Regions from separate parts of the Mus musculus genome. Here region 1 is linked to region 2. The links are chromatin contacts, called in public HiChIP or PLAC-seq maps. All regions are on one chromosome and are shown on one strand. The core of a region is the stretch at or near the end of the contact, and the rest is flanking DNA. Distances in the headings are between cores, read along the strand shown. Region 1 holds the start of Bcl2l12 (BCL2-like 12 (proline rich)). Region 2 holds the start of Mybpc2 (myosin binding protein C, fast-type).

The links. HiChIP or PLAC-seq counts read pairs in DNA pulled down with a chosen protein or histone mark.
Region 1: a contact with region 2 is called in an H3K4me3 HiChIP or PLAC-seq map of the 230-238 cell line, with 10 read pairs. The contact joins the promoter of Bcl2l12 here to the promoter of Mybpc2 in region 2. A contact is called at or near these places in 2 of 115 datasets of contacts at active chromatin or transcription factors (the 230-238 cell line and pro-B cells).

The regions. Positions count from the first base shown.
Region 1 is chr7:44,995,365-45,002,853 of GRCm38.p6, reverse strand. Bcl2l12 (BCL2-like 12 (proline rich)) reads left to right here and starts at 5,275. Exons shown (of 7, transcript NM_029410.3): 1 at 5,275-5,391; 2 at 5,862-5,976; 3 at 6,168-6,310. The coding sequence starts at 5,870. It overlaps Irf3 (interferon regulatory factor 3), which reads right to left and starts at 5,206. Exons shown (of 8, transcript NM_016849.4): 1 at 4,946-5,206; 2 at 3,977-4,149; 3 at 2,791-2,962; 4 at 2,630-2,700; 5 at 2,308-2,482; 6 at 1,832-2,209; 7 at 1,066-1,181; 8 at 6-690. The coding sequence starts at 4,141. The coding sequence ends at 508.
Region 2 is chr7:44,522,226-44,529,454 of GRCm38.p6, reverse strand. Mybpc2 (myosin binding protein C, fast-type) reads left to right here and starts at 4,786. Exons shown (of 28, transcript NM_146189.3): 1 at 4,786-4,884; 2 at 6,547-6,624; 3 at 7,048-7,134. The coding sequence starts at 4,866. Spib (Spi-B transcription factor (Spi-1/PU.1 related)) reads left to right here. Exons shown (of 6, transcript NM_019866.1): 4 at 1-76; 5 at 468-618; 6 at 1,198-3,460. The coding sequence ends at 1,496.

The DNA.
Region 1 (7,489 bases), core at 4,026-6,525, 470 kb before region 2:
AAAAATCATGAAATGCTTTTTTTCAGGAGGAAAGAGTTGGGGTGTGTGAGTGGGGAACCATGATGGTGTCACACCAGACTTAGGAATGTGGGGATATGGGGGTAACAGGAGGCAGGGTCCAGCCTTGAGCATCACCCGAGTGGCCTCTGGTATCAGTAGCACTGTGGGGCTGCAGTGACTCAGTCCGTGGTGGTGAGTCAGCCCGCCCGCCCCACAGCAAGCTTGCCGGTTGCCAACCATCACCACCTGTGACAGTGTCCCTTGCTCCACGTAGGGACAATGTGTGTGCAGCTCTGGACCTGTCTTGTCCTTGCTTTCTTTGTGATACTTTCTCCACGACCTTGGCAGCCATGCTGTGTTTTGTCCCTGTGCCTCCCTCCTGGAGCACCTAGACCTCAGCTGCAGATGGGAAGACTGAGCCTTGTAGAATAACCACCAGCCTAGACGCAGTCGACAGCAGATGTGATGGCGGCATAAACTGCTTTATTGGTAGCAGCTGAGTGGGGCTCAGATATTTCCAGTGGCCTGGAAGTCCATGTCCTCCACCAAGTCCTGGAGGTAGGCCTTGTACTGGTCAGAGGTAAGGGAGATAGGCTGGCTGTTGGAGATGTGCAAGTCCACGGTTTTCAGTGAAGAGGCTCCCCCTTCCCGGGCCATCTCTAACAGCTCCTTAAGACATGTAGGAACAACCTGAAGGAGGCAGGACAGATCTCTAGTCAGCTAGGGGCTGCCAGCATAACCCAGGGTGGACCCTCACTCAGCCTAGGGCTGTTAGGAACTCTGACCGCCCCACCTAATTAATGGAAGCCCCTGGGAGCCACATTCTTCAAAGGCTGCAAAGACCTGCAGCTACCAGCTACAGGGTCTAGAGTCACAATAAGCTCAGGATACTGAATAAGTCCTGTGGAGGACACGCAGAGGCTTCTGGGAAGGGTAACAGTGGCTGCAGAGGCCTGTTGGGTAAGCTATTTCTCAGAGGGGCTTCTGAGGGTCCTAGTCCCGGGGTGCTGCAGGTTCCTCCACAAGTGGACCCTCCCATCCCCAGTAGCATGAGACAGCTGGCACCTTGACCATCACAAGCCTCTTGACCCATGGCTGGTCCTGGGGCCACATTTCCCCCATGCAGAACCACAGAGTGTAGCGTGGGGAGTGTCCACTTCCTTCCATGAAGGCAATCAGATCTGGGAACCCAAGAGTTAGGTCAGAAAAGAAAGGATGGCTTCTACCCTGTCTACCAGCTCAACTTGTATCTTCCCTGACACTGCTATACACTGCCTATCTGGAAAAGTCCCTACAGACACAAACAAGTGCTCCCCACTCCTTCCTTCCTGCAGCAGCGGCAGTGAGGAGGACGGTGGGCTCGCAGCTCAGGAGGCTGTTGGGATGTTTCCTCAGCTGCTTGGGGCCCAATGCCGCTCTCTGACTGACACTCGATGCCAGCCCTTGAGGGTGTGGCAGGAGGCATGAGAGTTCAAGGCTAGCAGAAGCAGTAAGAGCAAGACCCTGCCTCAGAAAACTAAAGTTTCAAATATAAATGCAACTTCAAACTGGCTACCTTGCTGACACATGGCATCCCAACCATAGGGGACGTAATCTTGGGGCACTATCCACTGAGGCAAGCTCCCAGCCTCAGCAGTGTTTCTGTATACACCATGAGATGTGGACACACCAGAGTGTCTTATATGGCCTGTACTACATTAGCTTCAACAGTCTAAGCAGCCAGCCCCTGGACTTGGAGGCACAGGCCTAGCTTTTTGCCACAAAACTTAGTAGCAGACTCTGAATTCAATCAGCCACCATGGCCTGTCAGTTCCATAGGGTGCTCACTCACCTGCCACGAAGGGCCTGAGGTCGAACACGGCTCCGTCCTTGTCCTTGTGGACCTCTCCATCAGGCCCTCGCCCACTGTCTGGAAGCAGCTCCTCCCCCAGAGCCCAGAAGGCGTGGGAGTGGCCTAGGCGCTGGGCCCAGAGGCACTGCCCAGCCTGCCACAGTGCCAGCCCATTGCCCAGCCCTTTGAGCACCTGCCCCACGTACTCCTTCACAAGCTTGTCCGTCAGAAACCCCTCAGGATCGGGCAGGGTGACTGGCTGCCAGGGCAGTGTCATGTCAGCTGTGCTGCCCACCAGCCGCAGGCCCCCCGGGCAAAAGAGTGTCTGCTGGAAGACCTGGCGGCCTCGGTAGAAGGCGGTCACCTCGAACTCCCATTCTGAGCCACCGGTGGAGTGAGAGGGGAGAAATGGAGAGGAGCAGGGTAAGGAGCGCTGTCCCTGCCGCAGCCCTTCCCACGCCACAGCTGGCACTCACGTTCCTCAGCTAGCAGCTGCTTCAGTGGATTTTCTTGGGGTGCAGGGTTTAGGAAGTTGTTCACATTGGGGCTTGGCAGTTGTTGAGAAGGATCAGAAACAATAGCCAGATCTGAGGACCCCTCATCTTTGAGGGGCCCCAAGATCAGGCCATCAAATAACTTCGGTAGGTTTTCCTGGGGGAGGAGGAGGGTGTTAGCTGGTCAACAGCTTCAGCTGAGTCAGGAGGGCAGCCAACCGGTGGAGGAATGGAGGTCCCGGGAGAAGGGCTGGGGGGTGGGGGGCGGGGGGGAAGGCTGAGGCACGGGACGACTGCCTCTCACCTGGGAGTGAGGCAGGCTGCTTTTGCCATTGGTGTCAGGAGAGGCACCCAGATGTACGAAGTCCCGCGCCCCTGTCCAGAGTGGAAGTGAGCGTGTAGGTGGCAGAGACCCTCCTGATCCCAAGCTTTCTGTGACCCCCAGGCCAGCCTTGTCACACGCACCTGGAGTCACAAACTCATACACTTTATGAGGGTCATAAGGGTCCTTGCTATTGTCAGCAGCTAACCGCAACACTTCTTTCCGGTTCAGGGCTGACCGGAAATTCCTCTTCCAGGTTGACACGTCCGGCTTATCCTTCCCCGGGGTGTAGGCACCACTGGCTTCTGCCCAGGCCTGAAATATCAGGGATTCCACAACAAGACGACTTAGACTCTGGCCCGAGGCCCTGACACCTCCCACCACACACCATCCACTTCTGGTTCATGACAGAGCCCCCAGGACCTCCGTTCTCATACTTTCCCACTATTTCCACACTAAAGAAAAATCGTTTTGATTTTGAGGCAGGGTTTCACACATTATAACCAAAGGTGGGCTCCAAGCTGAGACCTCACCCTCCACCCTGCCCTGCCCTGCCCACGGTGCTGACAAACTCATGTCACCATGTCCACCTTCAAGGCTTTTTTTTTTTTAAGCCATCATTCTAGTTATCTACTTGGTACCTCACCCCAGGCCACCTCACATTCTTACTACCATGCTGCTCAGGAAGCAAATAACACCTCTTGAGGGCAGTCTCAACTCTTAAGGCTTAAGGGTTCTAAAATCAAGAGCCCACTCCTAAAGATTTCCCGCCCTCTAAAACAGCTGTTCTCAACTATCCTAATGCGGTTCCTCGTGTTGCAGTGATCCCCCAGCCCCAAAATTATTTGTATTGCTATTACATAACTGTAGTTTTGTTAGAAGTCAAAATACTTATTTTTCAATGAAACGGTCATTCAACCCCCAAAGGGGTCGCGTCCCAGGGACTGAGAACCATTGCTCCAGAACGTTTCTTAAGAAACGCAACCTAGGGCTGGTGAGATGGCTCAGTGGGTAAGAGCACCCGACTGCTCTTCCAAAGGTCCAGAGTTCAAATCCCAGCAACCACATGGTGGCTCACAACCATCCGTAACAAGATCTGACTCCCTCTTCTGGTGTGTCTGAAGACAGCTACAGTGTACTTACATAAAATAATAAATAAATCTTTAAAAAAAAAAAAAAAAAAAAAAAAAAAAAGAAACGCAACCTGGCTTTCAGGATTCTGTTCCTAGAATCTGCCAATCAATTCCCGTCTGTCCCTCCAGTCCTATCCCACCCCCTGCCCTGGTCCAGCCACACCCAGAAATGCGTCTGAAATCTTTCCCCCAGCACCTGGAAGATGCCAAAGTCAGCCATCTGTGCGTCCTGCCGTAGGCCATGCTTCCACGGGATCCTGAACCTCGTTCGGCTCTCGTCCAGCCAGGCCACGCCTTCCAGCTGCCCCAGGTCCAGCTGTGACACCAGCCAGGGCAAAATCCGCGGTTTCGGGGTTTCCATGCTCTAGCCTGCGCACCACAGGACAGTTCCTGAGCCTGTCTGTCACGGGGCAAATGCACTCAAACCTCTCCGACCCGCCACAACACAGGTCTTCCTTCACCATTGTGTACAAACGGGAAACTCCTTCCCACCTTTCCAAATCCAACGGGACCGCCTCTCCTACCCCCCAGAGTCTTCTATATGAACTCTACCCATAGGTTCCTTCCCTTTTCTAAATGTAAACTCCTATTATCCAAAGCTGGCACCCTATTTCAAGAGTGGAGTCCTCTTTCCCTCGTCTTTAAAGGATCCTAACTGCTCTCACAACCGCCTCACCCTTGCAGAAAACCCTTACTCATTTCCAGAGTCTTTTCCCAGGTGCTGTCGCTTCTTCTGTTTTTTTGTTTTTTGTTCCTATATTGTTTTTACGGATGTTTGAGACAGGGTCTTAGTATGTAGCATAGGCTGTCCTTGAACTTGCTATGTAGCCAAGGCTGGTCTTCAACTCACTCTGTGGCCCTGGCTGGCCTCGAATGCACTCTGTAACCCAGGCTACCCTCAAACTTATTCAGTAGCTCAGGCTGGTCTTCAAATCGCTTAACCCATGTTGGTCTGGCGCTCATTCTGTCGTCCAGCCTGGCCTGGAGCTCACTGGCCTTGAACTTACAGCAATCTTTACTGCCTCCAGCCTGGATGCTGAGACTGCAGGCTTCCGTCTACAACGCGTGGCCATTCTGCTTTTCGGTAGCCGAGCTTCTGAGCGACAGGTTTGCCCGATCCTGCGCCCTGAGGCCGCCACCCTCCCGGCTCTTCCGCGTTACCTACCAGGGGAGGAATTGGGCGCCCGTGCGGCGCGGGTGCCAGCAGTGGTTTTGGGGCTCCCAAACAGTAGTTCTGAGACTCGCAGCCACGCAACCCCCTTCTTTGTCAGCTAAGCCTCCGAGCGCTGGGACTTCCTTTTCTAACGATATTTTGAGATATAAAAAGTTTTTCTCAACATTGACGAAATAAAGTCAAGAAATCCCGGAGCGCACTTCGGCTTAGCAGGCCTAACTCCCTCAAATGCCCTTTTTTGGCCTTCCGCCTACAGGCATGCTGGGAACGCCATATGCAAATGACCGCAAAAGAAGGCTCCACCCCTTCGACGTTGGGGCGGTTGCCGTGTCGGCCCAGTGCGCAGGCGTGGGAAAGTTGAACTTCCGAAGTAAAAGTTTGTAGAAATTGTGAGAAAGCGTGTACGCCAGTGCGACGGGGACACAACCGCGAGCCAGGTGAGCTGGGTGCCAGGGAGGGGACAGGGTTGCAGGAAAGGCCACAGCCAGTCCTGCCAAGCTGTGACTTCCAAGCACCCGGGGTCTCCCGGTGCACGCCAGAGGTAAAATTGGAACTACATCTCCCAGCAGACTGCTCGGTGAAAAGTGGGGAAATCGGACCAGCGTTTGCCGCAAAGCATACTAGGATTAGTAGTTCCCTATTCTCTACGGTCTTCGAGCCTTCTTTGGCGCTGCTAGCTGAGAGGGAACTCCAAACCCCCTTCCCGCTCCTTCCTGCAAGAGTTCAAGCACTCATTTACCTCCTTTCTTAGACTCAGTAATTCAGACCGTTTCTCCTCAACTGAATCAACTGCCCCACTGGCCCTTAAAAACCACCTTTTCCTTGGAGTTAGGCGCCCTCTTCATTCAGTGATTCAGAAGTTTGAGTTATCCCTGCACTTGGGTGCATCCTCTGTCTTCTGCCTCAGGTACCCCCATGGCCGGCTCTGAAGAGTTGGGTCTCCGAGAGGACACACTGAAGGTTCTGACGGCCTTCCTTAAGCGCGGTGAAGTCGCTGGGTCCCCTGTCCCAACTCCACCCAGGTGAGTTCCACTCCCCCAGCGTCAGCCTTTGATGGGAAGATCTTCCTGAGTCTTGTGGTCCAAACCTATCTACTCCCATCAGACCTAACTCCATGTGCCTGGGCTGAGTTTCAAGAGTGATCTTCCATGAAAGGATGAAGGGATCACTTGCCCAGACCCCTTCGGGATAACTCCGAGGTTCTTGTCCCTAGGAGTCCTGCCCAAGAGGAGACAACAGATTTCCTGAGCCGCCTCCGAAGATGCCTCCCTTGTCCCCTGGGGAGAGGAGCTCCCCCCACGGAGTCCTCTAGGCCCCACTTCCTTCCCCTCCGCCCCTGCTATGGTTCCGAGCCTGGTAAGAGATTTATTCAGGTCACTTGTGAAACTTTCAGGGCTAGGAGTTTTGGTTCCAAAAAATCCAGACAGGACCCATTATAAAGTCAACACGGTTCAGCTTCAGCACAAGCCATAACCATTTCAAGTCTTTGTCACACCTCTTTCTAGCGGGTAAGTGTAAGTGTTTGTGCTTGGATAGGAGGTACCCTGGGGCTCCAAAGCCCGGGAAGCATGCAGCTCTGAAGGGAGAAGGGGTCCCAGTGCAAGGGATGCCTGAGACTGGGGGCCCAAGAGCCACACAGCGCTGAGGTGGGACGTGTCCCGATGGAGGGGTATCCTGAGACATGGGGGCCAGGACCCTTACAGCTTTGAGAGGAAGTCTCCTCAGCAGAGGCATTGTGGCTCCCAAGGGAGTAGAGCCTCAGCACCGCTCCACTTCTTTGCTTCCTGGCTTCTTCCGATGAGAGAGTCACACCAGGCAGAAAATCTCATGAAAGAGATTTGTTGGAGAGTCCAGAGTGGAGTGAGGACACCATGGCTGGCCGCCCTCTGCTCCTGGGATCAGACAGCAGGGAATTGGACAAAGGATGGGGCTTATCTGGGACTTCTTAGAGGGTGGCTTCTCAGGGCAGAGATGTCCAGCTTGGGAAGCTTGGGGCCTGGCAGCTTTTGCCATTGCCTTTCCCCTGCAGTGGGCCGGCCCATGGGTTAGGATGAGAAGTCAGTCCTCCTTGGTTGCAGGCCGTTTTGGCTGAGGTGCCATCTCTGCGGTGCTGCTCAGGGAGGATGGAGATGCTGCTACCACTGTGGACGCCCCCTGCAGTCGTGTTTCACCAAGGCTGTATGCTGAGGGGATGTCGTGGTACCACCATTTTGACAGCTCCTGCTTGGTTCCTAGGCTAGGGCTGGAAGGAAGGGCTGGCTAGCCCTTTGATGGATTTTGGGGTGCACTGCTTAAGGGCTACAGTAAAAGGATCGTTGAGACATAATCACATTTGCTGGAGCCCTCCTGCCTCAGCCTACTTCATACTGAAATCACAGGCATGCACAATAAAGTGGAGCCCCAGCTTAGACTTCTACAGAGCAATTCCGTGGTTGACCCGGGAGAGGTGCTTTGGCACCGTCCTCGGGTGATTTATCTTTTTTCCTTTTTGGGTGCTTCTCTGGCTCTTCTTGTAGCTCCAGTACCCCAGCACAA
Region 2 (7,229 bases), core at 3,537-6,036:
CCTCGACCCAGCCCCCAGCTTGGAGGCCCCAGGGCCTGGCCTCCAGGTGTACCCCCCAGAGGACTTCACCAGCCAGGTGAGGAGCCGGGACAGCTTAGAGGGAGAGCTCCCACCTTACATCTCTTGCACAACCCCTGAGATGAACTTCTGGATTGGGGGAAGGGGGAGCACAAGAACACCCTTCCAAGGTAGCTCAAGTGTCCCCTGGGCTCCGCACTGTATACATCAGTTCAGAAGGCAGGTCCTACCCATGCCATCTACTGGCTGTATAGCTTGGGGCAACTGCCTCAACCTCTCTGTGTATTGGGACAAGAACCAAGGCTAGTGTCCACACTGTACAGGAAGATGTACATCCAAGTAGTGAGAGCCACAGAGGTGGGGAGGACAGAGGGAGTGCTGTGCATGTGACCCTGGGCAGAGGTGGGGAGGACCAAGAGTGATGTGCAGGTGACCCTGGTCTCCCACAGACCCTGGGCTCCTTGGCTTATGCTCCGTACCCCAGCCCTGTGCTATCAGAGGAAGAAGACATTATGCTGGACAGCCCCGCCCTGGAGGTCTCGGACAGTGAGTCAGACGAGGCCCTCTTGGCTGGCTCCGAGGGGAGGGGATCTGAGGCAGGTATGTGGGGTGGAGATTTAGTGGGGATGCTGACTGGGAGTGGGGGAGAGGATGCAAGAACCAGAGCACCCTAAACACTAATACTTCCCAAGGAAGTTCCCAGATCCATGCTGCTTGTTGCCTGTGTGACCTTGGTCAAGGGCATCGACCTTTCTGTGCCTGGGTTTCCGTTGTGCACAAAGACACAGTAACAGCCAAAGGAAACCCAATATATACCTACAATCCTCCTCCCCTTAGGCCTCTGTGTCTGACAACCTTTCAAACCAATTATTCTCTGTTGGACCTCAATTTTCCGTATGTCAAACCAGTCATCTTATTTATACTCCCGCGCTCACTGGAGGGATTCTAGGCACGGGGCTCTATCACTGAGCCAAGCCTCACCCTCTTACTTTTAAAAGACAGTCTCCCTAAGTTACCTAGGCTGATCTTGAACTTGGTGATCTTTCCTCAGCCTCTGGAGTAGTTGCAGCCAACCAGGCCCAACTCCATTGTGAAAACTAAGGGTGGCGAGGGGCCGTAGCTCTGGGGGTTCCTTTAACGGACTTCCCCCTCTTAACGCTGGTATCCAACACCCTGCAGGTGCACGCAAGAAGCTGCGCCTGTACCAGTTCTTGCTGGGGTTGCTCCTACGCGGGGACATGCGCGAGTGCGTGTGGTGGGTGGAGCCAGGTGCCGGCGTCTTCCAGTTCTCCTCCAAGCACAAGGAGTTGTTGGCTCGCCGCTGGGGCCAGCAGAAGGGCAACCGCAAGCGCATGACGTATCAGAAGCTGGCCCGAGCGCTGCGCAACTATGCCAAGACAGGCGAAATCCGCAAGGTCAAACGCAAACTCACCTACCAGTTTGACAGCGCGCTGCTGCCAGCCTCCCGGCATGTCTGAGCACTCCGCTAAGGACCCCTTTCTGGCCCCTAAGTCCCATGGAGCCCCATATGAGGGCAGTCAGGGTTCTCAGCTCTCCCTAGAGCCTCCCCAGAGTTTCCTGTGCCGTGTATAGGATTCCAATCTAGGATGGTCGTGTTTGAGGGAGCACTGGCCATTCTACACGGTTTCAGAATGGCAGGTTTCTCGGGGGGGGGGGGGATGGGGGAGCCCTGATGTCGTCTACGGTTCCAGAAACCGCAGTTCTTGCGAGTCCTGTGAGCTCACATGACATCTCACCAGCAGGTGGCGCTGTCTACAGCCCCCCCCAAACCCTTGTTTTGTTGGCCAGATAGGTCGGTCCCTCTGTACTCCCCCTGAAGCCCTTGTTAGATCTGAGGTCTAGTTATGTTTGGAGCTCTCTGAGAACCCTGTGCCACCTGTGTGTGACTTTTCTCTGCGTCCGTTTATGACTTTTGTTTGTTTGAGACAGGGTCTCATTATGTAGCTCAGGCTGGCCCCCCAACTTTTAACAATCGTCCTGCCTCGGCCTCCTGAGTGCTGGGATGACAAGGGTGCACCATCACACCAGGTTTTTTCCTTTTTTGAGAGATTTTACTATGTAACCCGGGCTGGGCTATTCTCAAGCTAGTGGCAGTCCTCTTGCCTCAGGCTCCTCTTGCCTCAGGCACCCCTTGGGACCCTCTGGGACCTATGTCCGAGATGAATGGCTGGGTAAGGTAGGGTGGGAGGTTCAGTGAACCTTATAGGTTGGGCCCTTCCTTCTGGGATCCCTTGATCATATGGGAAGTTCTCTAGGCTCTCAGCAGCCCTGCATTCACACACTGACTGAGGCGCGACCTGTATGTTGTGTTTGAGGGGGATGTGTGGCAGAGGTATGGCTGTGGCAAGGCCGGTGCCTTTTATTCTTGAGATTGAGTCTTATGTAGCTCAGGCTGGTCTTGAACTCACTCTCACTGTGTAGCTAGGGAAGACCTTGAGCCCTTGCCTCAGCCAGAATGCTCAGATGTCAGGCAGCGCACCACGTGACTGTTTCTTTCCATTGTCTTGTCTTTTTGTTGTTGTTGTTTTCGAGACAGGGTTTCTCTGTGTAGCCCTGGCCGTTCTGGAACTCACTCTGTAGACCAGGCTGGCCTTAAACTCAGAAATCCACCTGCCTCTGCCTCTCAAATGCTGGGATTAAAGGCGTGCACCACCACGCCCTTTTTCCTTTTTCTTAAGTCAAGGTCTATTTGTGTAGCCCAGGCTGGCTTCAAGCTCATGACACTCTTCCTGCCTCTGCGTCTGGAACTATGAACATACCTTACTACTCTGTGCTTACCCACGCCATGGGTAGACAGACTTCTAGACTTGGTCAACCCCCACCCACAAGGCAGGCAAATTAAGTCCCTGCAGGTGCTTTCTTTGGAGGAAAGCCCGCTTTCATAGTGATCTGTCAAGCTAGAAAGCACTCCCGCCACCCAGATATCTAAGTGTGAATCTTTGGACAACTGGTGACTTCTGGCCAGCTTTTCTGGGGCCGGCCTCTGTCCAGGTGTCTGCCCAGGACCCTGCTCAGTGCCTGTCTGTCTCACACCAGTGACTTCCTCACACCCGCCTGTTCAGGCCCAGTCTTTTCCGTTCAAGTGCTACAGGCCAAGTAGGCTCAAACTGTGGGTTTGTCTTGGGCATCCACAGCAGAATCAGAACCCAGAGCTTTGAAGCCTGAGTGAGGGGAGGGGGGCACTCAGGCTTCCGTCTCTCTGAGAAACAGACGATGAAGAGGCCCTTAAAACTCTTTGCAACCCCATGAGCCTCCCCAATGAGCCTGTGACACACCGGAACTCACCTCTGTGGGTGGCCGGGAGGGGGAACAGGGTCATGGAAGATCCAGATGTCCATGTGGTCAAGGCTAAACTGTACTAAATAAAATTATTTCTCATCACCACTATACATGCATAATAAATAAAGTGTACATCAAAATTAAGCCGTCTTGGGACCCTTTATTAGGAACTGTCCCCTGCACCTCCACATGAACTCTTCTGAGACTGTGGCAGTCATAGGGAGGGAGGGGGAGGGAGGGGGAGGGAGAAAGGAAGGTGGTGGGCCAGGCTAGGGCTTGAATGAGGAAACCATTGTTTCCCACCTTGCTTTTCTGCTCACCCCTCCATTCCAGACATCTGACTGTTCGGTTTTTGTTTTTTTGTCTTGAAGATAGGCTCTTCCTTACGTTGTAGTTCAGGCTGGTCTTGAAGTCACTCCAATGGCCCTGTCTCAGCTCAGTCTCTGGAATTCCGGGTTACAGGGGTGTGTTACTACAATGGGTTGCTGTGCAACTTGCCTGCTCCCTAGGGAGCGAGGTGGAAGTTTTTGCACTGCAACCAATGGTGTGACAGGACTTTGTGCCCCCAGAAGCCAGGAAGCTTCCGGCTGTTAGGGGATCTTTTTTTTGAAAGTAGAAAGGAGGGAGGGACACAAAGAGTAAAAGGGGGGGGGGAGGACAGCTTGTCTTCGATACCCTGGTTCCTTCCTCTGACACCCTTCTGGGCCAGCCACACCTGTGGTTCCCCAAGTGTCCCTCTCCTCCTCCTTACCCGCTCCTCCCCTCTGGTGCTGGGAAGGAGCCGGGCCTGGGCAGCTCTCCAGGGCCTTCCCGGCCTCTCTGCACTTGGCCGGTGACGGGCAGCCGGCCAGGCCGCTCCCATTGGGACCCGGATCAGAATAGGGCGGGAGGGACACCGAGAACTCTTCCCTGAGGCCGGCACCCGTCCTGCCTACGCGGGGGAAATCGGACTATCCTTCCCGTCTCTGGTTTCTAGAAAACTCCTGACTGGGGCTAAGAAAGGCTTCCAGAACCCGCCCCGCTTGCCCCGTGCACCTGAGACTCCCAGCCCCCCACGCCCGTTCCCAAGACCCAGGATTTCCCTCCCTTTTTTCCTTTTCTCTTTTCCTCCTCGTTCTTTGCCCCCACACAAGTGCCCTCTCTGCTTCCCCCCTCTCCCCATCTTGTGCTCTGGCCACTTCTCGTTCCTCCTTCTCCCCCCCACTTCATCCAGGACCTAAGAATCTGGACCCCTGTGCCCCCAGACTCTGGGGTTCCAGTTCCCCTCTTTCTGCGGTCACGCAGTCTTCACCTTTGCACCTCCACAGACTCAGGTGTCTAAGCACCACATCCCATCCCCACTAGGGCCTTGGCATCCCTCCACTCCTGCCTGCTCGCTATTTCTCGCCCTTTAGAGCATGCAAGAGGAATGCGGGGCGGCCCTGCGCTGCCTCCTGGGAGTCTCGAGACTCCATAAAGGGCTCCTCCTGGAGACCCACCTGTCCCTGCTAGGGCCTGGTTAGAGCCACTGCGGTCCCAAGTCCTGGGAGCAGGAGAAGGTCGCCGACATGCCTGAGGCTAAACCAGGTGGCTGGCCCGAAACCTTCTTGGGGGTGGGGGTGGGGATGGGGTGGAGGGTAGGGTGCACACAAGGGGATTTCTACTATGGGAGGAGGGGGTCCTTTGCCTGTTCCTACATCTAGGTAGAGTGTAGGTTCCTTTCCTGCTTGGGGAAGAGGGACCCTTTCTGTGTGCACAGATGGGTCCCTTCCTAATGCAGGACCATGAGGTCTATTGTCTGTGTAGGGTCAGGAGTCCCCTTCCTCTTCGGGGACTGGGAGACCCATCTTGGGTAGAAATCTCAGTTGTGCAATTATAAATTGGCCTCGGTTTTCTTTCTCTCTCCCCTTCTCTCTTTGCTCTCTCACCCCACCCCTGCCCCCAAGCCCTCCAGGCTGTCCTCAAAGTCTGCAGCCTAGGCTGGCCCCAAACTCACTCCGGAGCTAAGGCTGGCTGGGAAGTCCTAAAATCATACTGCCTCAGTCTACCAAGACTGGACGGCAGGCATGGGCTACTACACCCTGCTGGGGGTGTGTGTGTGTGTGTGTGTGTGTGTCTCCTTTTCTTCTTTCCTTTCCTTTCTTTTTTCTCCCCATCCCCTTTTTCTTTTTGGTTTTTCAAGACAGGGTTTCTCTGGTGTATCCCTGGCTTTGGCTGTCCTAGAACTAGCACTGTAGACCAGCTTGGTCTCAAACTCACAAGAGATCCACCTGCCTCTGCCTCCCATGTGCTGGGATTAAAGGCGTGCACCACCATGGCCTGGCAATATAATTTTTTTTTTCTATGTGGGTGTCTCTTTTTCTTGAGGCTGACAGGATCTTGCTTGTGCATTGCTGGGGCTCAGCTTGGGGACAGGGTCCTCTCCAGGTGGGCGAGCACCCTCGAGGTAGTTGAGTCTCCTCACTGAGTGAAGATTAGGATCATAGGGTGCTTCTATGGACACAACAGGACTCCATGTGCATGGAACGATACTCTTCTGTGTAAATATGAGAACCCCTTTGGTGTGCGCATTGGACTTCTGTGAAGGAATCGTGTGTCTCTCTTCCATGGGTGGGGCCCTCTTTTTCCTGCTGTGCTGGGGAAGGAATCCAGAGCCTCCTACCTGCTTGGCAAATACTGGCCATGTCCCAGCACCCCCGTCTCTCTTCATGTGCAGTTAGGCACGGGAGGCATTAGGTCCTTAGGGGGCAGGGATAGTCTATATGCTGGTTAGGGCTTTCTCCTTTTGTGGAAGTGGGCACTGCACACAAGCCCTGGTGTCACCTACCCCTAGGTGGCTGTTCCCCTGGGGTCAGCCCAGTCTGGCTGAGGTAGAGACCAGCTCCCTTGCACAGACTGACCCATGGATCAGTGACCCGCACCACAAGGGAGACTGCTGTGGTCAGCACCAGTGTCTAGTTTCCAGCCCAAGGGAAGGGCTAATTATACCCCAAACCTGAAAGGTCAGGCTGATGGCCAGAGCCTGGGGTGAGGCTACAAGGGGAGGGGGAACCTGACTCCATACTCAGGGTTGGGATCAACTTATGCCTGGAATGGGGGATCTGTACCCCACCATACCTACCTCCATCTGAGGGAAGAGGGTCTGGGGAAGAAGATTTGAGGCCTGGACCCCTGGTTCTGAGAATGAAGGTTTGGGTCTGGCCTCTGGATTCTGGGGAGAGAACCATTTTCTCAATGTCTATGTTACAGCGGCCAAAAAGGCCTCCAAAGGCAAAGATGCCCCAAAGGAAGCCCCTGCAAAGCAGACTCCTGAAGAGCCCCCCAAAGGTGAGGTGCCCCCAGGGCTCTGCCAGCTCTCCCGCCCCCCCCCCCCCCGCCCTTCTCCACACTGCTGTAGACTTTCCTTGCCTCTTTCCTATAGCTGTTCCCACACAGGGTCAGAGCGCCACAGTCCTTCCTGGCTTCCCGACATCCCAGGCTGGTATCTTACTCTGAGCAATGTCTCAAGCAATTCTTGCCCAGTTCCCAAAGGCTGTGCCCATATTTACATGCCCTTTATTATACCGAAGTCCATTCAAGACCATCCTGACCATAACCTGCTGGTCCACAGATGGGGAATCTGAGGCCCTAGGGGCTGAGGGGGCCAGCAAAGCTTATGCCTTCTGGATTAAAAGCCAAGCCATCCCTACGATTTCTGCTTACTGACCCCTCCCGATCAATGCTGACTCCCGAATCCTTTCTCCTGAGCAGAGGCCCCACCTGAGGACCAATCCCCAACTGCGGAGGAGCCCACAGGCATCTTCCTGAAAAAGCCGGACTCTGTGTCAGTGGAGACTGGTGAGCACTTGGGAAGAACAATCTAGAACTTGAGTCTGAAGGACCAGAGTTCAGTCTGGACCCCTGGATCTGAAGGAGGAGGACTAGGGAGGACT